Regions from separate parts of the Anser cygnoides genome. Here region 1 is linked to region 2. Evidence: chromatin contacts called from public Hi-C data. All regions are on one chromosome and are shown on one strand. The core of a region is the stretch at or near the end of the contact, and the rest is flanking DNA. Distances in the headings are between cores, read along the strand shown. Region 1 holds the start of NDUFAF5 (NADH:ubiquinone oxidoreductase complex assembly factor 5). Region 2 overlaps MACROD2 (mono-ADP ribosylhydrolase 2).

Evidence for each region. A called contact is a pair of places that touch in the nucleus more often than the background predicts.
Region 1: a contact with region 2 is called in a Hi-C map of liver, with 2.1 times the contacts expected there. The contact joins the promoter of NDUFAF5 here to the enhancer-like site in region 2. A contact is called at or near these places in 4 of 7 Hi-C or Micro-C datasets (granulosa cells and liver).

The regions. Positions count from the first base shown.
Region 1 is chr3:3,923,829-3,927,503 of Taihu_goose_T2T_genome, reverse strand. It overlaps NDUFAF5 (NADH:ubiquinone oxidoreductase complex assembly factor 5), which reads left to right and starts at 2,374. Exons shown (of 11, transcript XM_048060956.2): 1 at 2,374-2,685; 2 at 2,768-2,808; 3 at 2,897-2,960. The coding sequence starts at 2,407. ESF1 (ESF1 nucleolar pre-rRNA processing protein homolog) reads right to left here and starts at 2,456. Exons shown (of 14, transcript XM_048060954.2): 1 at 2,333-2,456; 2 at 1,333-2,026; 3 at 239-585. The coding sequence starts at 1,999.
Region 2 is chr3:3,841,883-3,845,636 of Taihu_goose_T2T_genome, reverse strand. It overlaps MACROD2 (mono-ADP ribosylhydrolase 2), which reads left to right. Exons shown (of 18, transcript XM_066995337.1): 3 at 2,253-2,360. Among named protein-coding and RNA genes, the nearest start is that of MACROD2, 25 kb to the left of the region's middle. Within about 2 kb of position 1,391, at least 2 of the 3 cell types and tissues checked have open chromatin away from gene starts, as enhancers often do. A contact at or near this core is called in liver, where this site is marked.

The DNA.
Region 1 (3,675 bases), core at 1,125-3,624, 81 kb before region 2:
AACATTCATAGATGAGCCTCTGCTTAGATGCAGAGGAATACAGGAGAGAATGCCCAAGGTCTCTCATGCTCAGCCAATTTCAGGATGGCTTGCATTTTGTAATGAGAAATGCTGAAAAACCACTATGAAAAATACTTTCACAAACAGTTATATAAATGAAGATCCACAATCAACTCATAACAACGTACGTCTTTAAGGTAATCACATAGCAACTTTCCACATGCAGATGTAGTTTTACCTCATCTCCACGAGGCGCATCTTTATCTAGTTCACCCCATGAATGCTCAATCTCGGGCTCCTTTGGAAATAGATCATCTAAGTCCTCATCATCCTCTGAGCTTGTTTCAATGTTCCCTATACCTCTAGCTAGATCAGGCCCCATATCACTTTCATCGTCTTCTGAATCACTATCTTCTTCGCCTGTTTCTCCATCATCTTCTGACTCCTCATCCTCGCCTGTTTCCCCATCGTCTTGTGACTCCTCTTCTGTTTCTGCATACTCTAAGTTTTCTCCCTCAGAAGTTTCTTCCTCTAATTGGCTTTCACTGACATCACTTTCATCACAGGTGTCTCTGTGCACAGTCCCTAAAATATAAACATTAAATATCCATTTTTATGCTGTAACTACATAAGATCTTTTACAAGGATGAAAAAACAAAGGTTTACTTTGTATGGAGTTACAAAACCTCTTAAGTACATAACACAAGAACAGGCTATATCATGGAAGTACAAACAACAAATCATCAGTATTGCCTCTTCAGTTTGTTTAATTTATTGCTCTCCAGTCCTACAGTTGTATTAGCGAATTAACAGACTATTATTATTTTATTCTAACTATACATACAGAATCAACAGATTAAAAGTTGGGTTTTAATAATACAGGCTATATGCACAGAGATAGTATAAACAGAGTTCAAATCACCTGTTCTAACTCCCTCTTGTACTAAGGGCTTACACTGCTCTTCTTATGCTTTCACTTAGTGACTGTTTATATTAAGTTCTCATGGCATCAGACCTTATATTCAATATTCAGTTTGGCAAATACACAAATGTATGCAATACAATACATTTTACTTTTCTAACTACCCTAACGAACGATTTCAGCTCCAGCAAAGGAGAGGACATCGTTGTCCACAATGTTACAGAAGGACAAGCACCAACTCTGTGAGCAGCTGACCAACTCTGATTCTTCGGCAACACTGAACCCGAGCCAGTTATTCCATGGCTGATATTGCGGGAAAAAAATATATATATATATTTTCTATGCATAAAACAATGGCAACAACACACATATAAATATAGGTGAATTTACCTGTTACTTTAACAACTAACCTGATTCTTTTGTTTTTCCTCCTAGGGAATGATCCTTCCTAGGAGCTTTTTCTGATTTAGCACCACTTGGCCGTGAAGGCTTTTGCTTGTTTTGAACTGAAACCAATCTTCCTCCTGATTCATTTCTTTGCTTGTTTTCCCATGGGGGTGAAAGGTCCTTGTTTCCCTGACAGTGATCAATTTCTGTTACAATTTTCTTAGAGTCCTCTTTCAACTTGGTCCTCAATGCAACTTTCTGCCCCTCATTTTGATCATTCAGTTTTGTCACGGCTTCACCCGTTCGGTCCGCCCCTTGTTTGGTTAGTTTACTCTCTTTCCTAGGGTGACCATCAGCAAGTGGTTTTACAGAATCTACTTCTTCTTTAGGCTTAGCTTTCTTCTTCTTTTTTTTCTTCTCTGTGCATACTTCACTATCATCTTCTGAAAGTTCAGAGTCAGACTCTGACAGGGCATAAAACTTCCTGAGGTTCTCCACAGAGGTATAGTTAACAGGGCGCCCTCTTTTATCCACCGCGCACTTGAGCTTGAACCTCTTGTCGTGAAACATTGCCCGGAACCGCTTGTCGATCTTGACTTTGCGATCTTTTTCTGGCATCTCCCAAAACCTGGGATCCCTGGTGACGCGGCTGAACCGCTCATCGCTCAGGATTTCCTGCTGGGATGCCATTTTGGGTGTCAATGGAGGCTTGGGTAACTGGAACATGAAAGAAAAGAAAGCAGTTTGTATTCGAAAAAGTATAATTTTAGATACATAACTGGAAAAAAAAAATTAATAAAGTCAAGTTTGTAACCTCTATCTAAAAGGATTCCCCAAGGAACGCGCAGGGAAAGCCCCAAACCCTGGGGGCGGCGGTGGGAGAAGGACTCACGGCGAGCTCAGGCTGCCCCCCAACAACAGACCCTACCACTGACCCGCGCCCACCGCCCGGTAACGACCGTTAAAACTCGGTAACGACCGTTAAAACCGTTAACGGCCCACCACCGGCCGGCAGCACCTCACCTCAGCCCACCACGCGCTGCCACCACAGCTACGGCGGCCGCAGCGCTCAGCCCGCTCCCAGCCAATCCCGCAAAATGGCGGCGGCGCGCATGCTCGGGGAGGGGCGGAGGGGAAGGGGCGGGTGCGCGCCGCGCATCATGGCGGCGGCGGGCCGTGTGTGGCGGCGGGGGGTCGTGAGGTGGGGTGGGCGCCGGCTGTGGGTGCCGCCGGCCGCCGCTGCTGTCTCCTCTTCGCCCCCTACCGCCGCCTCTCCGGGCGTGCTGAGCCCCTTCGACCGGCGGCTGAAGCGGAAGCAGAAGAACTGGGCGGCGGTGCAGGCGCAGCGGGCGCAGTGCGAGTACCTGCGGGAGGAGGTGGGGTAGGGACGGGGACGGGGATGGGAACGGGGATGGCACCGCGCCCCCGGTGTCGCTGACGGGCAGGCTGTCCCCACAGGTCGGCGGCAGGGTGGCCGACAGGCTGCTGGACATCCCCAGGTGGGTCTCGCCGCCCGGCAGCTGGAGGCGTGCTCGGAGCGGGGCTGGAGGGAGCGCGGCTTTAAACCTTGTTCCGCCTGTCCTCCAGGACCTTCCCTCTCGCTTTGGATGTGGGCTCTGGGAGAGGTTACATCGCTCAGCATTTAACCAAGGTACTGGTGTGTCGTGCTTCGAAGCGCGTGTTCTACCATCTGTTTTCTAGGAGGGCTCTGGTGTAAGTTAAAATAACCTTCTGAATGCTAACGAGGAAGTTCCTTTACTTTTAACCTCATACACGTACCTCCAGTCCAAAGATGCGTCTAGTCCAGCCTTTAACCTAGTACTGACAAGTCCACCACTAAACCGTGCTACTAAGTTCCACATCTACGCATTTCTTGAAGACCTCCAGGGATGGGGACTCAACCACTTCCCTGAGCAGCCTGTTCCAATGCCGCACAGCCCTTTCAGTAAGGAAATTTCTCCTAATATCCAAACTACCCCTCGCCTTATCACTTGATGCTTGGGAGAAAAGCCTAACCCCCACCTCGTTACAAACACCTTTAAGGTAATTGTACAGAATGATAAGGCCTCCCTTGAGCCTCCTTTTTTTCAAGCTAAACAACCCTAGCTCCCTCAACCTCTCCTCGTAAGACTTGGACTCTAGATTTGAAGATTAGACAAATAATAGTGCAAGGGAAGCTACTGTTGTGGAGTAGTTAACTTTCAGTCCTCAGTTGGGAGGTGCATATTTTTCAGTCAGTCTTTGTTGCACACACTTAATTGTCAGCAAGAACTATCAGTATGGGGATTTTTAAAATGAAGAACAGCATGTCCTTCATAAACCATGCAGTCTGTAAATGGACTTTGCTGTCTGCTATTCTGTGGTTT
Region 2 (3,754 bases), core at 142-2,641:
AACTTGCTGAAGAGGATGTAGGAGATCATCTAGGAGCATTGGTTTTTGAGTTTGTTTTTTGGCTTGTGACACAGTGAATTTACTAATTATATTTTTTGTGGGGAAGGCCTCTTGAGAGTGGTTTTGCTGAAATGTGTTCAGTACTCATGAGCAGGAAGAACTGTAGGTGAATTTGTGATGTATGCGGAGGCCAGAAGGAGGCAGTGATGGTGCTGTGTGGCATCCTACAGATGGAGTTGGATGACTTTGCTGGTGGATTGCCTAAAGTAAGGGCTATCTCTGCTCTGCCTCTCACCCAGAGGTTAGCAATAACGAGAATTAATTTCTATATTCTGTGCTACCTGTTCTCTTCATGGCTCTTCTAGGTGAATTTTTTGTGTTTTTAGTGTAGGGTATTGGTATGAATACCCTAACATCCAAAATGTACTTGATAATTAAATTTAAATGGTTCGCTTTGGAGAATTTGACATGTTGGTGATGTTAGCCTGTGGTGCAGAACTTGAACACGAAGTGGAGGGGAGAGAATTACGGCTTGTGTGTGTTAAATTTGGCAGTGCTCCAGTAGCACATTCACTGGGGAAAGATGGCGAAAACTGTCCTGCTTGCTAACAGAACATCCTTTCCTTGCTAACAGGAAAGCAGATAATAAATCACACTGTGTAAATCAGTCAGAGGTTGATTTTTATTTTAATATGACTCAACAGCTAGCTTCAATGCTTACCTTATGTGGAAAAACTGAGGAACAGCATAATGTTTGTTAGTTTAGGATAATAAAAGATTTTTTAATAGGATAAAAAACTTGGTACCTCTTGTATAGAGATACTTTTTGTCCTATCTAAGATGCTGAGGCTGATCTGGTTAGCAATGGAATAATAATAGCTTTAGGAGCCAAATATAGGAATAAAATTCATGAATACACACATTTCAGTACAAGACAACCTTTATGCTAAATATAAGTCGTAGTGGTAATGTATGTTTTTGCTGGAGGTGACGTGGACTTTGCACTATGCATGTGATAGCTGATCTAAGCCAGAATTGAGTAAGACTTGTTATTTTGGAGAGGCTGAGATAAATGGTGATTTCTGATAGCAGTTGTTTGTGCTGAAGTTAAAGCAACATCTAAAATAAATGCAACTTATTTCTATTTGTGGTTGCTTATAATGCTGACGGATTGGAGCAGATATGCTCTAACTTACGGGAATTGATTAAAGTGAAGGTTGATCAGAAATATTTGGAGCCAGATTTGTTTACATTGCTTCTACTCTCTTGCTAAATCTTCCCTTGAGTTTGTTTTACTTAAAGGAAAATATTTGTTTTGAGGATTGAAAGCTATTCCCCTCTTACATTGTCACTTCAGAGGCTCAGTTCTGTTTCTGGTCAATATATGAACTTGAGCTTCTTGAGACTTGTAAAGAACTAATTTAAAACAAACAAACAAAAAAAAACCACAACCACAATCTTTCCTTCTCTCCCTACTTCTTTTCTAATGACTTGGGTGTCTTGCAGTGCAAGACTGCTAAACGTACTGGCTGATAAGTGTGTGTGGAAGTATTTGAGGTAACTGAACAATTTTACAGATAGTATGATGCTAGGGAAGTGAATTGGTGATGCAAAATTGTCAGTTTACCAGCATATGGGACTTGCTATGACACCATTCAGTAAGGAATCCATATGAAAGCTGATTTATGTGGAGTCTTCAACCCCTTTCCAGTAAAGCAGTTGATGGTGGCCAAGTTCTGAGTTGAAATTTACTGGTGTTTTTGTTTAGGTTTTTCTTCTCCCCGCTGCCTGTTGTGTCAGGACTAGTTCCCAGTGGGGGGCTGTTGGCAGGCTGCTTGCTCAGTGCTGTTACCCAGATCCTGAGTAATTCTGGGTCTGATAAATTAATTCTGGGTTGGATAAATTATTGCTGCAGTGGGAGGATTATCTTAACTAATTCTTTTTTTCTGTAATTTTGTACCCTTGCAGCTACCAAGGAAAAGTATTTGATGGAACTAGCTCCAAAAAAATGTGTATGTGCATGCTGTTTTTTAACCAGAAGGTATTTCAGTAGCTTTGTACCTGCAAACAAGCAGGCGGTGTGGCTGCAGGGAGATGCTGCTGGAGTCTGTGGGCTGCTGGTGCCCTCGCGAGGCCAAACCACAAAATGTCATGGTCCTGTGACTGGAACTGCTGGGGCCTGCTCACAACTTATAAGTAGTCATTTTAGAGCTGCTTTTGTAACCTGCTTTTGTTACTTTCTTGTCCCGTAGGTGAAAATGCTAAGGAAGATCAGCAGGGGAAGAAAAGCCTGAGCGAGAAAGTCTCCCTGTACAGAGGCGACATCACGTTGCTTGAGGTCGATGCCATCGTCAATGCAGGTAGGTGGCAAATGGTTTTATGTTGGTATGGCTTGAAAATCCTTTATTGCGAGGATATCTACGTTGCGAGCGTGAGCTCTGGAAAGCTGCATAAAATTGCTGTGTGCTGTGGAAACCTGTTGGAAACTGTTTTTCCCCAGTTTCTCTGTTGCGTCTGTTCATCTTGTGTGCCTTTACTATGAGAAGGATTATTCTGAAACTTGAATATCATGGTCACCAGGAAAAAAAATAATTTTTGCATCCGTTTTTTGATTTAGCTTGTATAGCTGGGACTTCACACTTGATAGCGGCAGAAAATTGAACTTTGATACTAAACTACTGCAGTACATTAGTCTGTTTTTCAAATCGAGCCATTTGTAGACTAGATAATGTGAAACTCTTAACAATAAGGTGATAGGAGATGTGGCTTACTGTTTTATGTAGTTGAAATATTTGCTTTCTTGTAGGGAGACTGTTTTTTGAATTTTTGGTTATGACCTACAGAGCTCTAAATGTTTTAGAACCTCTTCTAGTTTAGTGACTGTGTGTCTGTGTAAGTGATTGAAGTGAAGAAATGTGTTACAGCATCTTGTGACAAAAAAAAAAAGCAAATACAATTAATTTCTTCATGTATTGGGCTATAGTAACCTAATTTGGCTAGTTGGGACAGACTATAGGAAGGTGTCTTTGCTTCCCACCCTGAAAAGTGCATGGTTTGTGTCTGTAGGCTGGATTTTTTTTTTTCCTAGTATGTGGCTGGCCTTGTCCTTAATTGTTAGGAGTACTGGTTCTTTTGTAAGAACCAATTTTTGGTATTATTTATTGGAAGGAAACTTACTGCATTTTCTGTAACGGAATAAAGTATGGAGATCAATTGTAGCCAACACAGCTTCAGGGATATATTTTGCCTACCGTGGTAAAAAGCTATGTGGAGATGGCTCGTGCCTTTTATAAAAAGCATAGAAACGTTTGCTCATGCAGCATGGAAATTAGAATACCTAGTTTCTTGGATTGCATTGTTTTTTCTCTCTGCATAACTCCACACGTGGAGACATGCTAGTGGGTTACTGGAGTACATGTAGAATCATTAGTTACTTGTTGGGGTTCAAAAATTTTAAAGTAAAGATGTTATTGGCAAATGAAAGTTGCTATTAATCTTCTAGTTAGCTGATGTATAAAAGCCTTTCTACATTACTATGCAGTAGCGTCCACGTGGTAACGTGATCCTCTCTTCACTGCTGGGAAGACCTCTGAAGTTTTAATCTTAGTATTTTTCCTAATTATTTCAAAATGACATTTTCTTGAGTACTTTTGCTGTCTTCTTTACTTTATTGTTCTACAGTAAGTAAATATTAGCATACTTTTCTTGATTTTATGTTTATATTGTCTTTATCCATGGACCTCCCTTGAATCAC